Regions from separate parts of the Pan troglodytes genome. Here all the other regions are linked to region 1. A link is a contact called in public Hi-C data. All regions are on one chromosome and are shown on one strand. The core of a region is the stretch at or near the end of the contact, and the rest is flanking DNA. Distances in the headings are between cores, read along the strand shown.

The links. A called contact is a pair of places that touch in the nucleus more often than the background predicts.
Region 2: a contact with region 1 is called in a Hi-C map of stem cell-derived neural progenitor cells, with 8 times the contacts expected there. The contact joins two enhancer-like sites. A contact is called at or near these places in 2 of 7 Hi-C or Micro-C datasets (blood and stem cell-derived neural progenitor cells), 1 of 1 datasets of contacts at active chromatin or transcription factors (stem cell-derived excitatory neurons) and 1 of 1 other capture datasets (stem cell-derived neural stem cells).
Region 3: a Hi-C map of stem cell-derived neural progenitor cells shows a contact between it and region 1, with 7 times the contacts expected there. The contact joins two enhancer-like sites. A contact is called at or near these places in 2 of 7 Hi-C or Micro-C datasets (blood and stem cell-derived neural progenitor cells) and 1 of 1 datasets of contacts at active chromatin or transcription factors (stem cell-derived excitatory neurons).

The regions. Positions count from the first base shown.
Region 1 is chr1:172,211,143-172,215,488 of NHGRI_mPanTro3-v2.0_pri, forward strand. JUN (Jun proto-oncogene, AP-1 transcription factor subunit) reads left to right here. Exons shown (of 1, transcript XM_063801435.1): 1 at 1-4,346. The coding sequence starts at 3,403. Among named protein-coding and RNA genes, the nearest start is that of JUN, 12 kb to the left of the region's middle. Within about 2 kb of position 2,224, at least 17 of the 24 cell types and tissues checked have an H3K27ac peak or open chromatin away from gene starts, as enhancers often do. A contact at or near this core is called in stem cell-derived neural progenitor cells and stem cell-derived neural stem cells, where this site is marked.
Region 2 is chr1:171,237,052-171,241,397 of NHGRI_mPanTro3-v2.0_pri, forward strand. It overlaps FGGY (FGGY carbohydrate kinase domain containing), which reads right to left. Exons shown (of 19, transcript XR_002938170.3): 15 at 3,618-3,679. Among named protein-coding and RNA genes, the nearest start is that of HOOK1, 54 kb to the left of the region's middle. Within about 2 kb of position 1,985, at least 7 of the 24 cell types and tissues checked have an H3K27ac peak or open chromatin away from gene starts, as enhancers often do. A contact at or near this core is called in stem cell-derived neural progenitor cells and stem cell-derived neural stem cells, where this site is marked.
Region 3 is chr1:171,298,196-171,302,541 of NHGRI_mPanTro3-v2.0_pri, forward strand. The region is part of intron 14 of FGGY (FGGY carbohydrate kinase domain containing); the gene reads right to left. Among named protein-coding and RNA genes, the nearest start is that of HOOK1, 120 kb to the left of the region's middle. Within about 2 kb of position 1,931, at least 3 of the 24 cell types and tissues checked have an H3K27ac peak or open chromatin away from gene starts, as enhancers often do. A contact at or near this core is called in stem cell-derived neural progenitor cells, where this site is marked.

The DNA of each region.
Region 1 (4,346 bases), core at 974-3,473:
GTTACAGTCAGAGGATCCAGCAAGAAAATTTCTTCTATGCCACAAGCGCTATTTCCTCTGCAGATAACTAATACTCCACAAGAAAGTTTGCCAGAGTAGAGAAAATACAAAGGAATGTAACACAGACCTGAGGTCAATTTCCAGCTGCCTGTGTGACCTCAACAAAGATACTTAACCTCTCTGGGCCTATTTCCTCACATGTTAAATCTGGATAATAATATATGTCTCTCAAGACAGTTGTGGGGAGAAAACAGCGTATTTAAATTGCTTAGGAGAATGCCTGGCAGATAAGTGTTTAATACATGAAACTGATTTTTATTACTGTTATTAAAAACTATTTAGAACACCAACTCCCTGAATACAACAGAAAATGATTCAGGGCAACAGACAGAGGAGAATGTTCTCTCCTTGAGGAAGCAACTGGATCTTGTCATCACTGTATACCTACCCCACCCCCTCCCCAGCTCAGTGCCTGGCTCACAGTAGGCTTTCAGTTACCCTCTGCAGATCAGTGAAAGCTAGGTGAGTGCCCGGAGTGAAGAAAAGTTGGCAGGTTTCCCACTGATACCAGCTGCTGTTGGTTTCTGAACACTCAAAGCCGCAAATACCTTAGGGCTGGGGGCAATGAACCCAAGGCTGAATTCCAAGTTCAGAAGCAGCGAAGTCTGAATTTAGAACCTAGGAACTTAAACCTGCTGCAGGTCCAACTTCAAGCCCCAGTTCTAGACAGAGGCTTGGGAAAGAGCTGACTTCTAACCCGGTTCCCCCTCCCCTCCTCCCCTCGATGCTTCTCACAGGAAAGTACACCTGGTCCTGCCAAATCGCACTCTTATATCCTGGCATCCTATCCAGGCTCTGCGAGGATGGAAACTGCGAGGCAGGGGAGGGAAGCGGGCTGTTTGGCCACCACCTCCCTAGTGCTGCAGGCGACCCTGTCACACTAACTCCTGGCAGCCCAGTGAGGTGGACGGCACCGGCCCCACCTGCAGATGAGGGAAATGAAGCTCGGAGGAGTTCCGTGATTTGCTTGCTCCACATTGTGGTAGCCTGGCCACGAAAGAACCAGGATTCCCGACTTCGGGATTCTTTCCACCACACACTTTCGTCCCTAAGGGGTAGGGGGCGGGGGGAGAATAAAATAACCGCGGAAAAGGAACCACTTACATGTGTCTAGCGCTTCCTAGAGGCTACCCAGGATATGCGCCCACCACCCGGCCGGGAGTGCAGAAATTTGAAGTCCAGGTTCTACCCCGGGCTCCGAGTACTACTGCGTGACTTTATGCGAGTGTCCGCCGCCTTCTGGGCTTGTTTTCCCGGAAGCAACTCGGCGCGGATGGAGTGTGTGTGTGCGCGCGCGCGCGCGTTATGTTGTGCGTGTTGTGTTAAGCGTGTGCGTGTTGTCCGGGGGCGGGAGGGGGAGTAGACTAACACCGGGGTTCCCCGAGTTTCGGATCGCCTACACGCTTGTTCCCATCTGGACCCTGTTACCCACCAATTGCGCCCACTATAAAAACTGCCCCTCCGAGGCAAAGCTGTGAACCCCCGCGCCCTTTCCCCCACGGTCCCGTTGGATGAAGTGGGGTGCAACGGAGACTCAGCTGAGCGTCCAGTTTCGGGCAATACAAATCTCTAGGCTTCTACGAGCAGCCAGACGACCCCGCGGACCGTCGCTCCTGAACTTGACCGAGATGCAAACTTCGGAGCGTTCTCAACGTGGGGGGCCGACTCTCGGGAGACCGCCCCTAAACTTAAGTCTCCTTAGGCTCGCCTCCACCTGGGACTTCACAGAGCCACCTTAAGGGCGGTACTCCCGCCCCCCCGGAAGTGCGGGGGGGGTGGCAGCGTACTTGGATTCTCAGCCTCCAGCCCCGCGCGGTGGCGGCCGCCGGTGGATGACTTCGGGCCCCACAAGTGGGGAAACAACAACCACCCCTCGCCCGCACCCCTGGCCCAAAACAACTGGCCAGGTTCCCTGGCCTCCCGGGTCCCTGCATCCCCCGCATCCCCGTACGCAGCCGTGAACTTGAGCCCCCCTCCGTCAGAGGTTGCGAGCGTCCGCCCGCTCGCGGCAGCCACCGTCACTAGACAGTCAAACCCCAAGACGTCAGCCCACAATGCACCGGGCGGGCCGGGAAAAACGGCCCGGGGAGGGGACCGGGGAAGAGAGGGCCGAGAGGCGTGCAGCAGGGGGGAGGGTAGGAGAAAGAAGGGCCCGACTGTAGGAGGGCAGCGGAGCATTACCTCATCCCGTGAGCCTCCGCGGGCCCAGAGAAGAATCTTCTAGGGTGGAGTCTCCATGGTGACGGGCGGGCCCGCCCCCCTGAGAGCGACGCGAGCCAATGGGAAGGCCTTGGGGTGACATCATGGGCTATTTTTAGGGGTTGACTGGTAGCAGATAAGTGTTGAGCTCGGGCTGGATAAGGGCTCAGAGTTGCACTGAGTGTGGCTGAAGCAGCGAGGCGGGAGTGGAGGTGCGCGGACTCAGGCAGACAGACAGACACAGCCAGCCAGCCAGGTCGGCAGTATAGTCCGAACTGCAAATCTTATTTTCTTTTCACCTTCTCTCTAACTGCCCAGAGCTAGCGCCTGTGGCTCCCGGGCTGGTGTTTCGGGAGTGCCCAGAGAGCCTGGTCTCCAGCCGCCCCCGGGAGGAGAGCCCTGCTGCCCAGGCGCTGTTGACAGCGGCGGAAAGCAGCGGTACCCACGCGCCCGCCGGGGGAAGTCGGCGAGCGGCTGCAGCAGCAAAGAACTTTCCCGGCTGGGAGGACCGGAGACAAGTGGCACAGAGTCCCGGAGCGAACTTTTGCAAGCCTTTCCTGCGTCTTAGGCTTCTCCGCGGCGGTAAAGACCAGAAGGCGGTGGAGAGCCACGCGAGAGAAGAAGGACGTGCGCTCAGCTTCGCTAGCACCGGTTGCTGAACTTGGGCGAGCGCGAGCCGCGGCTGCCGGGCGCCCCCTCCCCCTAGCAGCGGAGGAGGGGACAAGTCGTCGGAGTCCGGGCGGCCGAGACCCTCCGCCGGCCGGCCACTGCAGGGTCCGCACTGATCCGCGCCGCGGGGAGAGCCGCTGCTCTGGGAAGTGAGTTCTCCTGCGGACTCCGAGGAACCGCTGCGCCCGAAGAGCGCTCAGTGAGTGACCGCGACTTTTCAAAGCCGGGTAGCGCGCGCGAGTCGACAAGTAAGAGTGCGGGAGGCATCTTAATTAACCCTGCGCTCCCTGGAGCGAGCTGGTGAGGAGGGCGCAGCGGGGACGACAGCCAGCGGGTGCGTGCGCTCTTAGAGAAACTTTCCCTGTCAAAGGCTCCGGGGGGTGCGGGTGTCCCCCGCTTGCCAGAGCCCTGTTGCGGCCCCGAAACTTGTGCGCGCAGCCCAAACTAACCTCACGTGAAGTGACGGACTGTTCTATGACTGCAAAGATGGAAACGACCTTCTATGACGATGCCCTCAACGCCTCGTTCCTCCCGTCCGAGAGCGGACCTTATGGCTACAGTAACCCCAAGATCCTGAAACAGAGCATGACCCTGAACCTGGCCGACCCAGTGGGGAGCCTGAAGCCGCACCTCCGCGCCAAGAACTCGGACCTCCTCACCTCGCCCGACGTGGGGCTGCTCAAGCTGGCGTCGCCCGAGCTGGAGCGCCTGATAATCCAGTCCAGCAACGGGCACATCACCACCACGCCGACCCCCACCCAGTTCCTGTGCCCCAAGAACGTGACAGATGAGCAGGAGGGCTTCGCCGAGGGCTTCGTGCGCGCCCTGGCCGAACTGCACAGCCAGAACACGCTGCCCAGCGTCACGTCGGCGGCGCAGCCGGTCAACGGGGCAGGCATGGTGGCTCCCGCGGTAGCCTCGGTGGCAGGGGGCAGCGGCAGCGGCGGCTTCAGCGCCAGCCTGCACAGCGAGCCGCCGGTCTACGCCAACCTCAGCAACTTCAACCCAGGCGCGCTGAGCAGCGGCGGCGGGGCGCCCTCCTACGGCGCGGCTGGCCTGGCCTTTCCCGCGCAACCCCAGCAGCAGCAGCAGCCGCCGCACCACCTGCCCCAGCAGATGCCCGTGCAGCACCCGCGGCTGCAGGCCCTGAAGGAGGAGCCTCAGACAGTGCCCGAGATGCCTGGCGAGACACCGCCCCTGTCCCCCATCGACATGGAGTCCCAGGAGCGGATCAAGGCGGAGAGGAAGCGCATGAGGAACCGCATCGCTGCCTCCAAGTGCCGAAAAAGGAAGCTGGAGAGAATCGCCCGGCTGGAGGAAAAAGTGAAAACCTTGAAAGCTCAGAACTCGGAGCTGGCGTCCACGGCCAACATGCTCAGGGAACAGGTGGCACAGCTTAAACAGAAAGTCATGAACCA
Region 2 (4,346 bases), core at 735-3,234, 970 kb before region 1:
CATCATAATCCTGAAAGGAATAATAGGAACCGAGACAAATTATACTTGCAGCCTTGCAACTTTGTCCTTACTCCTCTTGGTTGGGAAGCTGACACGGGGTGAGGGGATGAAGAAGCCAGTTTAGCATGTCTTGCTCAATTCTGGGGTGCTCTGAAAAGGAGTCTTCATTATGAAATTTTGGTGCAAAGTTGTGCATTGGCAGAGAGAGGTTGTAAGAGTAACCTTGGATACACACAGGGACTTCTACTTGTCACACATAGCTATGTCAGTAGGAGTCCCCTACCCAATATTTATTAGACTGTAAGCATTCTGGTAACGTAGGAGTTGTGACGGGGCCAAGCACAGGGTTAAAAGGCGAACTCCAAAGCCTGGGTTGGAATCTTAATGTGGCCTAACATTAGCTGTGTGACTTTGGATATGTTACTTAAACTATTTCTGCCTAAATTTCTCCATCTGTAAATGGGGATAATTATGGGATCTACTTCAGCAGAGCTGTTGTAGATTAAATGTGGAAATAAATGAAAAGCATTTAGAACAGTACCTGACTCATAATAAGTGATATAAATGCTAGTTGCTAAATTTTAGATAATTAATATTTTAATATTATCATCAATATAGCTATATGTAGGTACTACTAAAACCTACTCTATGAGCATCCAAATTTATTAGTTGTAGAATTATTTTAGGAACAATTTGCTCCTACTAATGATGCTCTGTGACAATATAACGGTAAGGAATTCTTTCACTACATGAGATAGATTTCTTGACTTTAGAATCTCAAAATTGCTAGAAGGGAGCTAAGGTGAGCACCCCTTCACACACACTTGATTTACAATGTTAATACTGACAACTTTGCCACAACTTTGTGCACTGGCCTTATTCTTTACATAGGTGGAATCATGCAGTATTTGTCTTTTTGTGGTTATCTTATTTCACTTAGAATAATATCCTCAAGGTTCACTGATGTGTGGCATGTCAGAAATTGCTTCTTTCTAAGGCTGAATAATACTCCATTGTATGCACATATCATTCTTCATTTATATGTTCATCTACTAATGAACACTTAGGTTGCTCTCATGATTTTCGCTATCATGAATAATGTTGCTGTGAACATGAATGTAGAAATATCTCTTCCATACCCTACTTTCAGTTCTTTTGGGTATATACTCAGAAATACAATTCCTGAATCACATGTTAATTCTATTCTTAATTTCTTGAAGAATGGCCATAGTGTTTTCTGCAGCAGCGATACTATGTTACATTCTCACCAACTATGCACAGAGCTTCCAATTTCTCCACATCCTTGCCAACATTTGTTGTTTTCTGTTTTAAAATAGTAGCATCCTAATGTGTGAGGTGGTACCTCACGGTAGTTTTGATTTTCCTAATAGTGCTGTTGAATACCCTATCACGTGCTTACTGGTCATTTATAAATCTTCTTTGGGGAAATATCCATTCAAGTCCTTTGCCCACTTTTGAATTGGGTTGTTTTTGCTTTTTTGTTGTTGTTGAGTTTTAGGAGTTCTTTATACATTTATATATTCTGGATATCAATCCCTTACTGGATGTATGATAAGCAAATGTTTTCTCTCATTCTGTGAGTTGCCTTTTTACTCTGTTGATAGTGTCTTTCAATGCACCAAATTTTTCAAAGCACGTTTAAGTGACTCTTCCAGAGCCACATATAAATTTGGACTGGGCATAATAATGGAATTTGGGGTCATCCTAAACATTTACTTATTAAACTATAGTCACTAAATTACACTCTCCGTGACTGTGAATTTTAAAATCAGCTGAATCCCCTCTCTTCAAAATGTGCCTCAACTCAGTCCCTGCTTCTGTGTGGCAGAGGCCTAAGTAAATGTCGTCCCACATCGTTAACAGTGTGATCTATTAGGCAATGAGATGAGGTTGGCTCAGAAGGAAAATGGCTTCTCCCGTCTCCTTGCAAATCTCTGGGTTGCCTGCAGATGGTGCTAAAGCACCGTGTGTGCCGCCTCCTTCGCAGAGAACAGCTGCCAGCTGCCAGCTCCCAGCAAGCAGCGGAGGACTCTCTGAACACGTGGGGTTTACGGAAAGAACTGAAAAACTTCCCTGAAAAGTCTTGGGAGGGTCAGGGAAGAGATGGAGAAAGACAATCTTTCTAATTTCACAAAAAGAGGGATGCTCCAGCTGCCTCCAGGGAACAGAAACAGGGACAGCAGCCCATAGCTCCTACTGCCAGTGGGAACTCAGATCTCTCCACCTTCCTGCATGGAGCTCCCCTACGCAATGCCTGTACCTTCCACTCTGGCCTTTAGAGAAGGGTTTATATTTGGAGGGTTAGCAGCCTGACTCTATGTGAAGTTAAAGGAAATGAAAAGAAAGTGGATTGCTTTTCCATGAACATTTCCAATTCTGTTAAATACTGATCCTGCTTCAGTGGGATCTGCACATTTGCCTGTTCATCATGTTAAGTGGAATTTGCTTTTAGGTCTTAACCTCGAATACTTTCCTAAAATTATAAAAGCACTTCCACAACAGCCCCTTCATCTTCAAAATCACTACCAGCAAATTAATAGAGGTCTTTTACATCTCTAGCCTGGATTCTTGAAAAAGCCTTTTATCTGGACCCTTTATTTCTACCCTGAGCCCCCTGTAATGGATCCTTTAAGAGGGATTTTTCTGATCTGCATCTGACCAGATCTCACCACTGCTTAGAATTCAGCATCTCTATTCTGCCTTAGGATGAGGTTGGAGGTCTTCGGCATGGCCTCCAAGGTATTTATGAGCTGACCTCCCCCTACCCAATTCTATCCTTCCCTAGTCCCACTTCCTGCCATTCCCCATCTCATACTTTGTGTTTCTGGATTATGAGTTGTTTATAGTAACCTGAATGTACTATGCTGCTCCCACTTTTATAACTGTACATGTTATTCCTTCTACTATGAATGTTCTTTCTTGCCTTGGCCTGTCTACCAATTTCTTACAAGTGCTTAAAGTTAGCTTGGACATAACCTCCTCCCAAAAGCATTCTCTCATCTCTACAGGCTCCCATCTCTTTCTTCCTTGGGCAACTTTGTCACCTGGCAATACTTCAATTGTGGAACTTATCCCGTTGTTCTAAAATAATCTTATGTGCCTAAATTAAATTGTGTTTTATTCCCCTGTAACACCTGCCTGGAGCCCAGCATAATGCCTTGAATATAGCAGGAATTCAGTAAACTAATATTTTGTTGAATTGGGATTAAAATACTGCCCAACGTCATTTTTTAGCCTTTGATGCCAAGTGATACAAAGAGTAAAAGAATGAGCAGATGCTACTGGGTCCTTTGATGGAGATATAAGAGATCCCTACTTTAGAACAGAGAAGAGCAGATTTGCTGCCAATTACCTGGGAAAAAGAACATTGGTCTGAGAGTTCAGAAGCTTACATTCACCCCCAGCTCTGGCCCTACATAGTTCTGCAGTCTTAGGTAAGTGAAGGTGACGTTACCTCCCTGGAACTTAGTTTGCTTAACCACAAATTAAAGGACTGGATTAGTTGACCACCTGAGTTTATTCCAGATCTATAGTTGCATGTGTGTCTGTATGTGCTCACTTCCTTAGCACTGTACATATAAAAAATACACACTTACTTTTTATCCTGTAGTCTCGGGAACACAACTTTCCCAACTTTGCTCATTTTTGCCATTGCTTCCTGTTAAATGGAAAACAACATAGACAGCTGAGTTGGAAAGCGAAATCCAAAGCGAGGCTCGTCACAGGCAAAACATTCTAATTTGAATTTGCTTCCCTTTAAGATATTTGGTTAGTCCTCTTTTTTTTCAACTTACTTTTCTCTGGTAATAAGAATAAAACACAAAAATAAGAATAAAATACAGTGAACATTTAAAGTTTCAATTATGACCACACCTCCTGGGCTTAATAAATACTTGTGTATTGAGGCCTCTGGGGCATAAACAACCCAGAAGGCAAAGCAGTTCTGTGACTGCCTCCAGGGGTAAGTGGGAAGAATTATTTCCCCTCCTCACTATCTGGACACAGGGCAGAAGCAGGGAACATAACCAGCCGCTGAGTACCTTGTCTACTTCCCTAAAGATAGCAATCACGGAATGGAACTCACTTTGCACCTGTACTTGAGGATAAAATATTTAAGACCTCTCCAATTCAACTTCAGCTCTTTTTCCAGCAATCTCTGAAGTTGTGAGTACATACTGAGACCTCCGGGCTGAGTCTAAGTGACTTGAGTTCTGGAATGTGACTTCAGGACATTCTTTTCTTTACAATGGGGCACTCAGGCAGATGACATGTTACAGCATCTGGGTGGACATGGTATGGTAGGTGCAGCATCAAGATTAACCATG
Region 3 (4,346 bases), core at 681-3,180, 910 kb before region 1:
CTTTGTTGAAGTTTCCTTGTTGGAACACAGAAGCATTCTGTGAATGTGGGTAAAAATTGGGATAATAACAGTTCCTGTCCCATGGTGACTGAGTTAATTCATGCAAAGTGGTTAGAACAGTGCTTGGCATATAAAAAACATCAATAAACTTTGCCTATCATCATTGTCACCATCATTATTTACAGAGAGATATGACAGATAGGTAATACTGGTCTATAAGAATTATATGCATTGCTGTGCACTGTATTTGCTTTTTCTTTTTGAAATGATTCTTAGAATTCCTACAGTGTACAAAGTTAAACATGTGCCACCTATTTTGAACTTAATGTAGTACAAAAACAGTTTTATAAGACTTGCTTGTCAGTTTTTATATAATCGAAGAATTTTAATGTGTTTGTAACAGACACATTTATGATTGCTTTGATCAAGAATTTAAAAGCTTCAAGCCATATAAACATGGAGAAAATGTAAGGGCTCTGAGAAGCTAGAAGAAATAATGATGTCAGTGGAGAGAACAAATAGGCTAAAAGTCTCAATGACAACTTTATAAGGGTGAATATGGATATAGAATATTGAACAAGGCAAATAGAAGAATTGGAGATGTGAGAAGCGAGACATTCGCACAGAACAACAAGTCAAAGCACCACATGCAGTCATCACTTCTCTGCAATCAACGCGGGACATGCCTGTTACAAAGGCAAGAACAGCAGGCAAACTGTTGCAAATAAGAACAAGAATTAAACATGTTAATAAATACGATGCTGTTTTATTAATAACTTTAAAAATCTGCTAGAATACTGTATGTTACTCCAAGTTCAGCTAGTTCGTTATTTTTATAAAAACCTCTTTTTATTTACCTCCTTTTTTTGTTTGCATATTGGAAGCCTGGTAAATAGAACTGGAAACCTACCTCGCCCAGGGTACCATGTGCCTTCTTTCTCCATCAGCCCCAATGACCCACAAATACTTTTTCTATCCATGGCAAAAGAGCAGAGGGATTGTTTTTGAGATTTTAGCAGCCCATGCAATGTTCTCTACAGCCCCTAGGTGTCACTATTGCAAAACTAACAGAAGCCCGAACCGTCAAAAAGAAAAAGTACATTTAATATGAAACACTTTCAATAACTATGCAAAAGACAGACATCATTTAATACAGAAGCTACAAACAATTTAGTATCTCTAATTGAATTTTTAATTTCCTTTTAAACTCAAAGGCTCACCCCAAGAAGAAGAAAAATATCATTTTTTAGCCAGAAAAAAAATCTCAGAACTGTTCTTTCTCCTAACATTTACACTGAGGGACTCAGCTGAAGCTCACGATACTAAAAGTTTGTGGTATAATTTGTTTTATAATCAAGATTGGTTTGATAGTACAAAAGCTTTCAGAATAAAAATGTAAGACAGTAAATGAGAGCTGGCTGGAAGGAAAAATGTAGCTATGTTAGTTTGATATTCAACCAAAAGCTATAATCTTATTAAACATATTTAAACATGGTTTTCATTTAGATTTGGCAGCTTGATTAATGGGGATGTATTAAATAATACCTGGCTGCTAGGAGCATATTTAGGAATCAGTGCCACATAAAACATACGACATGTACAATTCAGTTTCATTATTATTTAAGGTTCTCTGTTCTCTTGGCTGTGGGCACACACATATTAAAAATTAAGTACACGCGCTCAATGTATGCGCTGCGCTTTTAAAGGGCTTTCTCCTTAAACAGAAACATAAAATGGAAAATGAACTCAACTCTGGTGAAAGGTAATGGATTCATCCCTCTGGGGGCAGCTGTCCTGTTTATCAAAAGAAAGGGGAGAGGTGGGTCAGAAGCAAGAAAAAAAAAATTCCCAAGTGGTCAGCAAAGAGAGACGCCCAACTTCAGAGGGGAGCTGAAATCAGTTTCTACACCCAGGCTTCTTTCTTTGTCACAGTTGAGAGGTCGAATGAATGGTATGTTTAACCATGAGGCCATGGGGGAATTGAGATGCTGATTCCCAGAGCATTATAGAAACACTTTGGTAATGGGGGTGTGGGGGTTGGAGGGGAGTGTGAAGAAGCATCTGTAGTTTTTCTGGGCATAATGCTAGGTACTGACCAAGGGGTGGGAACTGCGGGGTGGGCGTGGTTCTGACTAGCTGGGAAGATAGAAAAGTATGAAGTAAAGGACCAAGTACCATAATAGAGTTCTACTCAGTGTTTTTGATGAGAAAAAAATGATACATATGACATGCAGAACCTTATCAATAAATTATCTTTCTCTCCTTTCAAATGACATGAGGTTCTCTAATAATCTTTGGGCTGGAACAAGACATCTCAGAGAGGCCAAAATGTCATATATCACATTACATTTCTAAACAACCCAATGGGACAGGGAAAAGTACTATTAATATTTTAACTTTGGAAACTATGTTTAAATCCAGAAAAAATACAGAAAGCATCTCATCAATCAGAAGGAAAAAAAAGGCATGCTTTTTTGATAAAAGTATTATTATCTCTATGTACAGATTACAGAACTGAGGCTCAGAGAGTTCAATCACGTTACCCAAGATCACATATTTAGTAAGTTTCAGAGGTAGGACTGGAACCCAAGCTTGTCTTATTTGAAAACCCACTTTTAAAATCTTCAACTCTCATTGCTTCTCTGATTGACTGAAGCCTTGGGCAGAAGAAACAAAGAAAATAGGGGGTGATGTGGAGGGGCACAGCATGCAATTCTGTTTACCTCTTGTGTCACCTACTTGCAAAAGACTGGAAGAAGAGAGTCTGATTTCTTCTCAAATACTGCTTCCCATTGCTGCTATCATCCACAACTGAGCTATCTATTTCCCCCACTGGAAAGAAGTCACAAAAATGTTAAGCACGCCAAAGTCTTCACAGCGACGATGGTTATAATCAGCAGACCACAGAGAACAAGCTATGTTGCATTAAGAATACAACCAAGAAGGAAGGAAATTCTGATACGTGCTACAGCATGGATAAACCTCGAGAACATTATGCTAAATGCAATTAGCCAGTCAACAAAAGACAAATGCTGTATGATTCCACTTATATGAGGTATCTAGAGAGTAGTTAAATTCACAGAGACAGAAAGTAGAATGGTGGTTGCTAGGGGTTGGGGGAGGGGGCAATGCAGAGTTATTGTTTAACGGGTAAAGTTTCAGTTTTGCAAGATGAAAAGAGTTCCGGAGATGGATGGTGGTGATGGTTGCACAATAATGTGAATGAACTTAATACCACCAAACTGTACACTTAAAAATGGTTAAGATGATAAATTTTATATTATGTGTATTACAAACAAACAAACAAAAGAATACAACCAGAACCACCTCCTCCAATGGTGATTTACAATTATGTACAATGTTCTCTTGCCTGGCACAATATGAAGCATGACCTTCAACATTTTCAAATTTTTTGAAGTAAAGGTATTTTTGTGGTATTTCCTCGCCACTTTTCTGGAAAGCAGCATATCTGGAGGTAAAGGGTTTTTTTTTTTTTTTCATGTAATTTTACATTTGTGTGTTTCATATGGATGCTCGTCCTGGTTTGATCAGCAACGAGCTCTCTGGCCATGCACAAAGCACTTCCCGTTTCTGGGTCTCAACTTCCTCATCTGTAAAAAGAGGGTTTGTGTGGGATGATCTCTAAGGGCCCTTCCAGTTCTCAGTTCAGATTCCTATTTTTCCAAATGCTAATAGTGTCTACACTCTTAGGTACACATTGCTTACTATTAACACTCATCAGATCCTTTTTGCAAGCCACTCGTCATTTCAGAAATACCTGCACTTGCTGCACTTTTCCTGGGGGCTAGACAGAGAGATGAAGGACACAGTGTGAGGTAGGTAGACAGAAAGAAAACAACTGAAAGGCATCTTGGAAGGAGCACTGGACTGGGAGTCTGATGCTATGAGGTTTAGTCCTGGGCCCCCGCCACTTGCTCACCATGTGAATCAGGAAGGAAGAAAGCATTTACTGGGGCCTTTTATGCATGAGGCACTTTTATACATATTATCGTACTATTTCACACATTTTAGTAATTCAGGTCCTATCTTCACAATTATTTTCTTTTCCCAAGTACTACCTATAGTATTGATTAGTCATAAAATATTTCTTTAAGTCCTGGGAAAAAAACTTTTCTTTCTTTTTAAAATTTTCTAGGGAAAAATGTTCATGAAAACCCAGGTTTAATGCTAGGTACTTTTCTACTATCTATTAAAACTTAGAAAAAGGGTGTCTATAAACCAGGATGTAGAATGCCTGAATGTCACTGGTGGTGTGTCTGTACATTTTGGAAGATGACACTTGATCTTATTTTATCTCCATTTTTGGCTGCTGGTGCCCATGGAAT